2 separate regions of the Mus musculus genome follow, and region 2 is linked to region 1. The links are chromatin contacts, called in public HiChIP or PLAC-seq maps. All regions are on one chromosome and are shown on one strand. The core of a region is the stretch at or near the end of the contact, and the rest is flanking DNA. Distances in the headings are between cores, read along the strand shown. Region 1 holds the start of Serpinb9d (serine (or cysteine) peptidase inhibitor, clade B, member 9d). Region 2 overlaps Gm6093 (predicted gene 6093).

Region 1 (7,080 bases), core at 2,424-4,923:
AACAGAGGCCAGACAGATTCTAGGAAGGAGCAAATCAGGGATATGACCATGGCAAGGAGTATTTTTCCCCTAATCATGTCTCATAGAGATGGCAGAGTCACCTGACATGTGCATACAATATGAGAATTATCAGTCTTGGGAGAATTTAGAATTTACCATAAAGAAAAATGGTAACCAGAGCAGAAACAATTAAACATTTTAGGTCATGCAATTGTTTAGAAATATGATGATAATCATTATGACCCCCCAAATAAAAATATGAAAGGGATTTGAGTAGACATTCTTCTAGAAAATATTTAAAGAGCCAGAAAATATTTAATGAACACATGAGCATTTGAATAATATCACTAGACATTAGGGAAATAAAACTCAAAACCATAATGAAGTCTCACATCACATCCATTGTCTAAAATCAGAAAAGGTAACCACACACAGGGAGAAACTGAAACTCATACCTTATTGATAGGGACATATTATTGCACAGAAACCTACAAACCTTCTAGGTAGATCTTCAAAACAATTTTAAGTAGAGTTTCCTTATGACCAAGAAATTCATTGAGAGATATCCAATTCAAGTCCAATATATAGATGTTTACATATACATACGTTTATACATTAACATTCATAGTAAATATTAATTGTAAATATACTATCTTTTAATATAGATTGTCTTAACTGCCTTGTAACCCATAAGTTAGAGATGTCAGATTATAGTCTCTTCAAAGTCACCCCCATAATCTTACACATGAAAAAACAGGAAGTGAGTTTTGGTAAATTGGTGGGTGGACAGGTGGGAAGGGGCAGCTGCTGTAACCAAATGGGTTGCAAGGCCAAAGCAGCAAAAATATGGAAGTATTTGAATATAAAAAAGTACATTATGTACAGAAGGATGAGGACCATGTACCATCAAGCAAAAAATACAGTGAGGTTGATGATCACAAAGACTGGAGGAAGATAGAATAGACAGGGAATAGTATTGCTCCTAAGATCTGTGCCCCTAAGAATGAGTACTCTTTTAAAGAGAAAGCTCATGTTAGAACAGACTTCATCCAGGAACCAAAGGCAACTCCCACCAAAAAATCTAGATCATTCAAACTTGCCGCGACCTTCAGGGATAATCAGCGGGGACACAGGCAAGGGAGTAAGAGACTGGGAGGGACAAGAAACATAAAGATTGAGATCAAGTCAATTTCCTGATCAAGCTCCTAAAAACATTATTCAGGAGTGGCAATATAATATATGATCATAGTGTCCTCTTTACCAACAAACATTCTTACTGTTATGACCATGAATGTTCTCTCAGGATTGTTTATGTAAGCTAGAAAATATCCACAAGGCCATGGCTGAGGCCATGGCTCCTGGCACTAGCTCAGAAGAGTAAAACCTGGACTCTGCCCAGTAGAAGTAAAGGATGACAAGGAAGACTTTGGATGGGGGAGGGGTGAGGGAAAAGAAGTAGTGCAGAAAGGCAATACGATGTCAGAGGACACAAGGACAAAGAGGAAATAACTATGTCCCAGCTTCTATAGTGATGTGGGACCAAAGTAAAAATTGACCCCCAAAACACATGTTAAGATAGGAGATGATCAGATAGGTTGGTAGGCAAAGCAGAGAAAACACAGAAACATAAAGGGACAGGAAGTTGAAATCCCCTTCTCTTAGTGGATAATGGAGGGTGACTGTGAAAGCAGATGCTGTGTGTAAGGAAACCAAACCTTTCTTCAAACAAGAGAAGCAAGAAAGTTACAAGCAAATTTTTATTTCTCTTAATCACTGCTGGGTTGGGAGTTGGAGGATAAGTGTTGTAAGTAGTGCATTCTGTGAACCTGCAGTCAAGCAGCAGAAGATGAGCACCCCGGAGAAGCCCAAAGTGTATACCAGCAAAGCTTCAGGAAGGAAAAGATGGGGGGAAAGCTTGCCACCCATGACTTCCAAAGATTGCATGTGGAGTGGAAAGCTTTTCTTTATGCATGAATGCACCACATATAGCCTGAAATTGAGTAACCTGTCAGGACCAACAAACTGAAACCTTGATATTTTCAGATAGAATGAAAAGAGTGATCCTATAGACAGGGAGAACTTCCCTGTGTTTGTAAAGAATTTCATAATGTTCCTGTTGCCCAACAAGACATTTTTCATTGTTGAAGTACTGCTTTTTTGTCTTAGATTCATACAACTTCATCCATTGTAATTTTTAAATGCTTGTCTTTAAGTAACTAAGTAATAATAATGGATCTCTGTTAAATATAATGAATAATATAATGAATAATGAGGATTATTGGAGCAACTCTGTAAGATGTCATTATTGAGAGTCAAGAAAACCACAAGTGAAGCTGCTGTTGAGACACTGAGGCCATGCTCTCCCTTGAGACCCCACTACACTTAGGTTTGCCTCATCCTCATATTTCCTGCTGGGTGTCCCCTCATGGATTGTTGTGTTTAAATATATATGTGTTTGGTTCTTCATAAATCCAATTCTACTTCATACAGGCTCCTCCTGGAATTCCTTTCATGGCAATTTTAACAATTGTGAATTAACAAGACTTAAATTATCTGAGAATTAAATCCACTGAAGGTGGCACAGGATAGCATGAATGTGGCCCATGCCCATGTCTCTGACATGAGGAAATAATAAGCATGAGCCTTGGAAACATTATATTAGTAACAGAACACCAAATATATGACAAAGTATTCCATTCAAGCATTGCTCATGACTTGGAAAAACAAAGAGAAAATGGATCTGTGGTTGATAGGCAAGGAGGGTGGATGTAAAGGATGGATATTGATAATGGGCAGTAAACATATACATCAAGAATTTCATGATAATGACTGTCATATTCCTTTGTAAGTATAGTCAAAACCAAGGAATTTATTCTGTGAAGGACAAATTGGTATGTTGAGAACAAGGTTTACTGATATAAATGTGCCTCTATCCTGGGACAGAGTTCCTAAGCTATCACCAGCATGTGGAAGTGGAAAGAAAGACCCAAGATCTAACACTACTGGGCCAGAAATCTCATGTTGGATTGTGGCTTCTGAGTGTAACAGGAATGCACATAATACACAGACACACAAGGCAGACAAAACACTCCGACACATGAACTTAATTATTTTCATTTTAAAACAATTAAAGAATGGGAGGCACATATGATGCAGAATTCTAGGAGGTATTTTCATTTTGAGATATGTGAATACAGTATATCTTATCTAGGGATAGAGGGTACAATGTCTTGTATTAATGTGCCTCAGTGTCTTTTTCTGGCCTTTTGCAAGGAAGAGTCCTCTAATATAGCAGTCTATACCCAGCAATTGGAAAATTCTTTTGGAAATTAACAGCAGGATTCTGCCCATGGGTTTGGGTTAGTGTTCACATGACAGGACACCTGGAGCAAACACTGTCACAACTTAATGCCTTACATAGATGGACCCACAGGTGTTCTGACATCATGTTGACCTTCTACCTTGATTCCTTGTTCGACAGAGAACCAAGGATCCTATTAGTCTTACCTCCTCCAGGGCTGAAGTATTTATTCCCCAACCCCCAGTCATCCCTACCCTGCAGAGGCCATAGCTTCATGAGGCCAGGCCACCCCCCTCTACCACTAGCCTGCAGCCGTGAGCATGACGTTTCCCACCATGCAGTGAATAAAGGGAGGAACTGAGCAGGGTAAGCAGCCACAGAGCACTCCAGGGTCAGAGACCGTTGAACACTGCACCGTGAGACCACAAATATTGGAGGTAAGGTAACCTTGCTAAACCCAGGACAATAGGACCCTTAAAGGACTGATTTCGAAGGTTTAGCCTGAGTACAGGAGATGGAACTGTGGATGTGAACATTAGGAAAAGAGACAACTTGGAGATTGATCTGGTGGTTATTCACAGAAGTGTTTGTTCTACACACTCCAGTACAGACTGACAATGAGGCTTGTCTAAGGGTTGGAGTCCAGATGCATGTCAAGATTAGGTACTGAAATATTTCAGTGGTCTTCTCCCAATGTCATCTGACCTTTTTAGTCTCTTATTCCTACCGCCGAGCCCATTTAACTACCTCTACCCTCTACTCAAGCATCTGAAAAATCTCTTGCTTTTGTGTTCTTTAAACTTGAGCAAACTCTAGCCCATTTAAGCTCTGCTCCACCTCTTCAACCTCATTTTAAAATTACTCACCCAATGATGTCTGAGCCACCAATCCCCATTCTTATCCTGATTTTAAGTGGTATGCCAGACATCTTCCATTCCATGGCAGAACTCTTGAGGATGGCGGAGACAACAAACAGTGTGGTAAGGTGATATCACATAAGATGCCCAACCACAGGGTAAGTCACTGAAATAAAGCAGCCAGAATATTCTTCCCAAAACCTTGGGAGACACTCATGAGAAAACTCCAAGGATCTAGCTATACTCTGAGGATCTTTTATCCTTCTGTCTGAAGAATGGAAAGAAGTATGTCTTGGGGTTTTCTGAGGCTCCCTGGGCTTTTGATCTGTATTTTAGCAAAGTAGAAAAAACAGTGGAACACACTTCCAGAGTTCAATCTTCATGTGACAGTGACAGCACAGCCATGGAATGCACATGACTCAGAATTGGGTTAAGGTGTCAGGAGCAGTCACTTAGTCTGAGACCAACTGTCCTTTCCTCTGGGAGGTGAGGGATCTTCAGAGAAAAGCATCCTGGGTGAATTTGGCTGATGCAAGGTCCCTGAGCAGCCATTGTAGGGGACTGTGCCCTGCTGTACAACAGAGTAGATAAGACCAGCTTGACTTTGGGTCTCACTCAACATTCTGTAGAAGCTGACAGCTGTGGAGGACACTATCTAGTGCATGCATGGATATCTCAGAAGGATTCTTCACAGACCTACTCCAAGATACAGAATTGTGGAAGCCAGGCTAGAGGGGCTAGATCCTCATGACTGTTCCATTCTCTTAATTTCTCATTTTTTTCCTTTTCTCTTTATCCTCAAAGCAAACTTTTTCAGAAGAGATTAACTAGTCTTTATGGACTGAAACTAGAGCCTGCCTTGCAGCTTCTGTGTATGCATTCCTGATGATCTTTCCGTCTATCTATGCAGATGACACAGAAGCTATTTTGTGTTCCTGCTATGATCAACTTACCTAATAACCTTAACATTCAAAGGACTATAACATAGAATGAATTTTGCAAATCCTCCTTAAAGCAGTTATGACCTTTGAAATGAAAACCAGGAGTAGAGTCCCATATTTCCCTTCATCAGAACAATGAAATTTCAGTTCTGTGTTCAGTTCCTTTTTTTCTTTACCTCCAGACACTGCATCATGAATACTCTGTCTCAAGCCAATGGCACCTTTGCCATCCATCTTTTGAAGGTGCTCTGTCAAGACAACCCTTCAGAAAATGTGTGTTTTTCTCCTATGAGCATCTCCTCTGCCCTAGCTATGGTTCTCTTGGGTGCAAAGGGAAACACTGTAACCCAGATATGTCAGGTAAGTAACCTGTGAAACCATACCCATGTCACATGCACAAGAGCTGCTGAGAAGGATCAGTAGGAGTTAAATTTTTAATGTTAAAATTGACACTGGTTGTGCTATATTGACTCATCCTTCATTTTGAAGCTTTTGAATTTAACTTGAGCTCTTCCTTGCTCTGATTAAAATTTCATGCTGTTCTTTGTTCAAAAGCCTCTGAGAAGGTGGAAAATCCCTAGGCTACTTGTCTCTAGACCCACCCAATCAGATTAAAAGTAAGACAACACTGTTTATCTAGATAGCCTATGCAAATTTTGTTGTTTTTTCGAATGCAAAAACTGGTCCTGATAACTGTCTAGGATTGCAGCTTGGCTTTGTCCCCTGCATCCATAGTTAATAGGTCTTGGAATGTGTGTTCAATAAACCAAAATCCAATTGAGATTTTTGTCTGAGTTGTTTGTGTAGCTAATCCTGAACTCTGGCATAGGAATATCCACAAACTATTTGAGGTAGCCTGGGATAAAGAGGAAGAAAGACTGAATCTCCTCCAGTAACATTCTTTTAAAAGCAATGAGTTTTCTCAAGTAATAACTTGAAGGAAACTCTAAATATTTCATCCAGAATTCATTTAGAAAAATTTGCCTCAATAGTTTATGCTGGGTCTGGTAGCAGAGGCATTTAAACCCAACTATTAAGGAATTTGAGTTAGAAAGGTGCCAAGTCCAAGGCTAGTCTGCGCAACTTAGGTTTAAATAGAAAGATCTTTTGGTGTTTTATTGTTTTATTTTGTTTTAAAGATGGAGAAAGGAGGTTGTGATCATAGCTGAGTGGCAGAGTTCTTCCCTAAAATGTTTGAGAATGTTGGTCTGCCACAAGAACTGCAATGGGCAAAAAGGGAGTTGAAATTATTTTAAAATTGGTTGCTGCAATCTATCTTGTTTTTAGATGAATGGATTTGTAATTATCACTGGGATGGTAGGTCAATTCCTACTTTTAATTTTTCAACACCAACCTGCCTTGCATCAGAACCCCAGTTACTTGGCAGCCTGAGTGATCTTGAAAATTCCTTTTGCAACTAAAAGATTCATCTCTGGTCTGAAAAATGCTTCATCTTTTCCTTCTTAGGCACTTCATTTAAACCCAGATGAAGATGTCCATCAGGGCTTCCAGTTGCTTCTCCATAACCTGAACAAGCCAAACAACCAAAAGTACTGCCTTACTATGGCCAACAGGCTCTTTGTAGAAAATACTTGTGAATTACTTCCAGTAAGTTGTACCAGTGGAAAGATAACTTATATCCCAAGTGCTTGCTGCTTTATATTCAAGGGAAAGGACCCTATAGAAACTGATAAAAGTAGAATTAAGTACTAGCCACTGTGTAGGTATACATATATAAAACCTGCATTTCAAAGGCTGGGAAAGGACAGAGTCATGAGTTATGCTCCAACCTAAGCCACATAGTAAGACTTGCCAACCTAAGGTTCATCAAAGACAGTAGCTATGTTAAGATGTCTTTAAAATTTTCAAATTTGACAACTTGCAGTTTTATTTATGTCTCATAATTCCCATTTGCAAAGGCCTAGTACCTGATGATTTTTGTTGTATAAAGTGATATCTATACTCATTCAATTTTATTAAT
Region 2 (6,854 bases), core at 415-2,914, 370 kb after region 1:
CTGAGTGGCCTGAGACTCTATATGTTCATGTCCCTCCTTCCAAAGCCTAGCCTCTTTCCCTGTGTCCCTTCTCCTCCTCCTGGGGCCTGGACATCCCACCTTTCCCTTCACCCAGCAATTGGCTTCTGCCATTTTTATTGATATAATCATTCACCAATTAAGGAATCAGATTTTAGTATCAGCTCCTCCCCTACAAGTCCAGGAAGTAGCACTATTTGGAGGAGTGGCCTTGTTGTAGGAATTATGTCTCCATGAGGATGGGCTTTGACAGACCTTCTTCTTAGCTGCCTGGAAGCCAGTTTTCTCTTGTCTACCTTTGGATCTACATGGAGAACTTTCAGCTCCTCCAGGCCAACATCTACCTAGATTCCACAACGTTCCAGCCATGATGACAATGGACTGAACTTCTGAACCTGTATGTGAGCTCCCAAAATGTTAAATTTTATAAGAGCTTATTTGGTCCTCCTGTCCCTTCACAGCAAAGGAAACCATAACTGAGACAGGCAAAATCAGGTATGCAGGCACAGTTGTGGTAGCTTTTTACACTATAACATAGATCTCAGCCCTGTCACGTGGGACCTTGGCTCAAAAAGTTGAACTAATTGCTTTGACCCTATTCCAAATATTGGCAAAGGAAAGATTGCTAACATCTACAGTGATAGTCAATATGCGTCTGGCATGGCCCGTGCCCAGAGACAAGAGTTCAGTGGTTAAAATCACATAGTGTTCCTGTAGAGGACATAAATTTGGTTCCCAGCACCAACATCAGGCAGCTAACAACTACCAATAGGGGGAGCTCTCTGTAGGCACTTGAACTTACTTGTACATAATATCACAAGTAACTAAACACCATTCAAAAACTATTAATCTTACAAAGTAACTACAGATTTTATGGTTCAATTTTGTTATATTGCTTTATGTCTTTATATAGTATACAAAATTTTATTCAGGATCTTTTATGCATATCTTTCAATTGATAATTTTTCCAAGTGAATTAACATATTTATCACATAAGATAACATGGAATGCTAAGTGGCAACTTTTAAAGTATTATTTATTTTATTAAGGCATTGTAGACATGGCAGGAAAAAGACATGATAAAATACAATAGTAAACATTTTGAAAGCAAAAATAAGCATAATGTATTGAACTCACAAACCTTTGATCAAAACAAGTCAGTCACAAGAACCAAAAGGAACACACTGTTGGAGTCCATCAAAATACTTTCACTCACAAAGACCACAGAGAACGCCATTGCTTCAATCCGCAAGAAGATTTTTATTGATCCAATGCTTTGGGGAACCCCCTTAGCATGCAGGCAAGTGGAGAAACCCTGAACAAAGAAAAAATACACTTTTTATACCTTGTAAGGGGCAGAATTAGGCAACAGGGCTAGCTGGATTATTCTCATTGGTATAGCAAGTAACCCTTTCAGGCATTGGTTGGTTTGCATAGTGACTACCTTTGGCCTAGTGACTCATTCTGGCTGCCCTTATGGTGGGTTATCAGCAAAGCAGCAGCACATTTTGAACTTATGGGTCAGCTATTAACATCACAGCTATTAACATCAGAGGGATTTCTAGCAAGATCAGGGTGGTTTGTGGTTTTTCTCAGAACTCAGTAAGGGGCAGAGTAGGGGAATTTTTCTGGGAACTGCTATTTTGTTATGGCAGCTGCAGACTTAGTCACTTTGACCTCTACATTTCTGAAAGTCCCTTCAGAAGGGGAAGGAGCTAGGTGGTCTTGAATTTATTTTGGATTCTACATTCCCCCATTTTCCTCTATTACATTTTAATCCTGAAATGATGTATCACTTTGTTCACTTTGTTGGAGCTGCTGATATTGCTGTCTAAGCATCAAAACTTGTATTGTATTTAATAAATTAAGGATGCATGGGCCAAAGATTAAGAACAGAAACAGGATAAGATGGGGTAGTAAACTGCACTAGGCAGGGATCCTTCCAGCAATGCTCAAGGGTCTGGGCATGATGCAGGTGCACATAGATTGGATCCCTGAGCTGGAACTGGTGAGATGTTTTTGAGGTACCAGGCTCATTCGCTGTAGCCAGTTGTGACCAGACTTTCTTCTTTACTACATGTAAGCCTTTTAACTTAGCATACAGATCATTATTATAACAACATGTGGGTTCAATCAAGACAGTGAGGGGTGTGGGAGCTTCATAAAGGATCTCAAAAGGAGTAAGACTGAATTGAGAGGAAATATTTCTGGTTCTAAATAGGGCAGGGGGGAGGAACACCACCCAGTCTGTGCCAGTCTCCATGGTTAATTTGTCAAGGTCTCTTTTAGGGTTCTATTCATCCTTTCTACCTGACCTGAATTCTGAGGTCTGTACATACAATGTAATTCCCATTTGACCTGTAATACTTGACCACCCCCTGACTTACTTGGGCAACAAAGGCAAGGCCATTATCTGACCCTATTGCTTTTGGCATTCTGAAACTTGGAAATTTTTTTCAATAATTTTCTTGACGACTATCTGAGCAGTCTCATTTTTACAGTGAAAAGCTTCTATGCATCTCGAGATCATATTCACAAAGGCAAGAAGGTATTTATACCCATATTTTCGTTGGTAAAGTCTACTTGCCATAGATGCCAGGTTTGTCTCCCCGGTACCTTTTCCCTGGATCCACTGTAATGTGGCAGACATTGACATTTTAGCAGGGCACACACTTGTGCAACACCTGCTCCACAAGGTGTTTTAAACCTCATACATGGTACTTAGTCTTGGAGAATGTCTGGATGAGCTTGCTTATCCCTAAGTGCATCTTTTTGAGCATAGACTCTGCTTGTCTTTATGGCAGAATTTTCTTTCCCCTGGAGGTATACCACAGTCTCTTATTTTTGTTGAACTGGTAACTATAATCTTTGGAAATGAGGGTTAAATCCTCTGCTGTATAGGCAAACTTGGGCTCTGTTGCCAGGAGCACCAGCAGGGTCATGGCTGCAACAATTCTTGGTCTGCCATGTTGTCGTCCCTTGCTTTCATGGTATCTGTCTAATGGTGACTAGGACAGTGGATGATGTTTACCTTGGCAGGGTCATGGAGGTCCCTCAGGAGAGCTGGTATTTTCTCATTGTTCTTAATTTCTTTTCCTCCAGTTCTCAGTAGACCCCTCTGTTGATATATGGCCCTATGGACATGGGCTGTGGCCAAAGCATACTTGCTATCCATGTAGACATTGAGTCTTTTTTCTTTTCTTATTTCCAGGACCTTAGTGTGGACGATCAGTTTTGCCTTTTGGGCTAATGTGTCCTCTAGCAGGACCTTTGTCCAGATAACTTGGTGTCTGTCTACCACAACTGCTCCAGCATGTCTCATTTCTTTTTCTAGATAGCTGTTCACATCTGTTAACCAGGTAACATCTGTGCCCTCTAGTGGCTTGTCTGTAGATCTTCATGTCACCTATGTGCCTCAGCAAGAATTTGCTGACAGTCATGTACAGGAGACTCTATGTCTCGTTCTGTGAGCATGGTAACTGAATTTAGACATGCGAGGGTCAGGGAGAAGTGACTCTTTCAGAGTTAAGCAATAGAGTCTGGTAATGAGTCATGTGAGCGTTAGTCAGTCATCAGTCAGGGGGCTAGTGAACCATGCTCTCTAGAATTCTCACAGAATTACCAAATTCTGTCCTAGAGTCAATTTATCTGTGTTCTTGACCAGTAACATCACAACAGCTACTATGCACAGACAAGCAGGCCATCTGTAGCCACAAGGTCTAATTTATTTTGATAAGTATGTGCTGGGAACTAAAATAGGGGGCCCTGGGGAAGAGGGGGAAGGACCCCGTCAGAGTTTTACCTATTCTCTCATCAGTCAGGCATGGAAGGGCTGCTATACACTTACCACTCATCCCCGGGTGAGCATTTAAGCCTCTGACCCACTCTTCGGGGTGGCAAAAGGGCAGCCCTACTGGGAGCCCTAGCTAAAGCCACTGGGGTTATGGGAAAGAGGAATGAGGGAAGTAAGGTTCCCAACACCAGCAAGAGTGAGTGCAGCGGATCTTGACTGGAGCACAGGAAGGCCTTCCATCAAGAGATTAGAAACGGCTCATTAGGAGAAAGCCTATCTCATCCTCCAAGCTCAGTGGGTCTTGATGAGCAGAGACATTCTATGGTTTTAGAGCTTTATTATAGAAAGGCAGGGAGAAAGAGAGAAGGTAGAAGAGAGAGGGGGAAGGTTAGAGAGAAAGAGAGTAAGAGGGAGGGAGGAGAGGACAAAGAGAGAGGAGAGAGGAGAGAAGACAAAGAGTGTCATGGACCGGGCTCAGTCAGCCCCCCTCAATCCATGGGAATCAGTGTCTTGGACAGATGGGCATAGAGTCGGTGAGAATGGGGTACAGACAGAGGCAGACAGGAGAGAATGTGTTGGGTCTGAATGTAATGTCCAAACGAACACCAGGCTTTTTTATACAGAAGAAAAACAAACAAACAAACAAACAAACAAACAAACAACCAGGAGAACACATCTGCCAAGTTACAGTGACACAAAACAAAAGGAATGCATACATCAAAAGATGGAGGGAACCAGGCCACATTTACCACTTAAAATGGTGCCAGGTGAATGCTCTGATGCAATGCTAGTCTATTGTTAAACCCACCATCAGGGGTTCTTTAGTAAATTCCTGATTATGCTATTCCACTGGGCCTAGTGAAGAAACCTGTACCAGGGGAATGCCCTTCCACTAAATCTTTCATGGACAAACCACCTATTTGCTAGGACATTGTGTATTCCTGTGTTTGGGTGCAACTCAGCTATTGTCCTAAGTAATCACTATGCAGATTAGCCCTGAGCTTTTCTAGATCTGTTCTTTGTAATGCTTGATTATTTTCAGGGTTTCTACTAGAAGTGAATTCGAATGTTACTGAATAGGTAACATTCTTACTGCTCCTCAAGCTCACCTTTGACTTCAAGGATTTTCTAGGAACCATTGGAACACTAGTGGAGGCTTAGCTATATGTCAAGAATCAATCCTTAAAGGCACTTATAATAAAACAATACTGAAAGAGAGCATGTGTATCCATACACCAGACTAACAAGGGGACAGGGTTTGTGTATACAGGCTATTGGAATGCCAAGGTTCTAGGAGGCATAGTTTCCTTGAAACTGTTTGCCTCATGACTGCCTTCAGGCCTTTTTGCTTGTCAAGCAGAGTTCTTTGGAGTGGGTGTAGCAAAAGAGAGAGGAGAAAGGGGGTGATTGTGAGGGGTAAGAAGTAAGAAAGTGAGAAGTAAGAGAGTGAGGTGGTGCTGAACAGCCCTTTTATGGTCTTTACTGTTGCTAGGTAACTGGAGAGGAGTTTAGCCTGAAGGTCAGAAGCTTGGAACGTTGCCTATGTGACTTCTAGCCATGCTTCTCTTGTGGGGGCTGTGGGCCACACCAACTTAGGCAGGAGCCAGAGTTCCAGGAGCATGAGGGAACGCCTACCGTGTCATGTAGGTGAATTATTACCCTTCGGGGTTCTGACCTCAGCTCGACTGGAGACCAGCCTGTCTGTGCATACCCCAATTCCCCACAACTCCCCCTCTGTTTTTATAAGAAAAAAAGGGGTGGGTGTCACTGATGTGACTGTGTCAGTGGTGAAAATTTAGAGTGGATGGAAGTATCAGAAAAAAATGTATAGCCTGGAGAAGTAAGAACAAAGCCAGAGTAGTAAAAAGGGTTAAGGGTTAAGAGTTGAGAGTTGAGGGTTGAGAAGGCAAGAGATTGTACAACCAATTATTTGTTCCATGGGTAGTACAAATTGAGGGCGATAGCATCCATTTTGAACATCAATTAATTAATCTAGATAGACATTATGTTTTCCTCACTATCATGTAACTTTCCCCAAAGTTCAGCAGCCATTTGGCTTTGGCAAATGAGTCCATCTCTAGCTGGAAGGTCCCAAGTCTGTCTTCTGTGGTTTAGCACTTGTCTTGGGAGTCCTCAGTCAGATGAGATTTTTGGAGGAAGGCAGCTTTTTTGTCTGTAGGTCGCAGGAGATGGCGCTGTCTCAGATGGATCTGTGGCAGCAGGTCCCATGTGGAGACAGACCTGTAAAGTAATTATAACAAAGGAGCAGAACACCAGCAGAGGATATCTACATAGGGTGGACAGCAAAAGTTATGCCTGCAATGGTTTGCTTAGGAGCACATCACAGTCCATTGTGGATGGCTGAGGAAGAAAATATCATGTAAATTGTGTGACCGGGGTAGACAGTTAACAGTTCTGTAAAAGAAAACCAGTTATTAGATAAGGATCAGATGATTTTTGAACCTTAAAGGAAATCTTAAACAAGTTGAGAGAATTTTTGGACATATATCATGAATACTAGAGAAAAAAAAAGCATTTAGAAAAAGAAGCAAAAAAAAATTGGGGTTGAAAAGCATGATTCAGGTATTGCTGTGTGTTGGAGGCTCAGCTTCAATGCAGTTTTCATGGGCTTATCTGTATGGAGGGAGGGGTACATCCCCCTAAGTTTTTTATTTCTAGGAAAGCAGAAAGTAAAGGGTTAAGTGAAAGCCTTTTTAGCCAAAGTTGCTGTCTGGCCACCGCAGTGGCAGCTCATCCCTTTGCCATCCCACACAGGGCTTGCCTTGGCTCTTTTGCCCCACTCACCCATTGCCCACTTCTGTCCATAGCCCAAAGCCCACCCAATCTTTGTTCCTTTGTCCGCAGGCCCACGGCCCATTTTGGGACTCCACTGCGCAGGGAAGGGCCCAAATTTCAGCGTGGGCCGCACTCTCATGTGGGGCTGTGGTGGGGAGGGTGCGGCAGAATTCAGAGGAGCAGAGTTCAGAGGAGATAGAGTTTAGCTGGGCTGTACATACACACCAAAGCCGAGAGTAAGTGGGGA

What was found. HiChIP or PLAC-seq counts read pairs in DNA pulled down with a chosen protein or histone mark.
Region 2: a contact with region 1 is called in an H3K4me3 HiChIP or PLAC-seq map of the 230-238 cell line, with 11 read pairs. The contact joins the enhancer-like site here to the promoter of Serpinb9d in region 1. A contact is called at or near these places in 2 of 15 datasets of contacts at CTCF or cohesin (large pre-B cells and pro-B cells), 1 of 484 Hi-C or Micro-C datasets (nephron progenitors), 2 of 115 datasets of contacts at active chromatin or transcription factors (the 230-238 cell line and large pre-B cells) and 1 of 9 other capture datasets (liver).

What each region holds. Positions count from the first base shown.
Region 1 is chr13:33,189,282-33,196,361 of GRCm38.p6, forward strand. Serpinb9d (serine (or cysteine) peptidase inhibitor, clade B, member 9d) reads left to right here and starts at 3,674. Exons shown (of 7, transcript NM_011460.3): 1 at 3,674-3,738; 2 at 5,282-5,459; 3 at 6,567-6,707. The coding sequence starts at 5,292.
Region 2 is chr13:33,558,352-33,565,205 of GRCm38.p6, forward strand. Gm6093 (predicted gene 6093) reads right to left here. Exons shown (of 3, transcript NR_131141.1): 3 at 4,135-6,052. Among named protein-coding and RNA genes, the nearest start is that of Gm6093, 7.5 kb to the right of the region's middle. Within about 2 kb of position 1,665, at least 35 of the 459 cell types and tissues checked have an H3K27ac peak or open chromatin away from gene starts, as enhancers often do. A contact at or near this core is called in the 230-238 cell line, where this site is marked.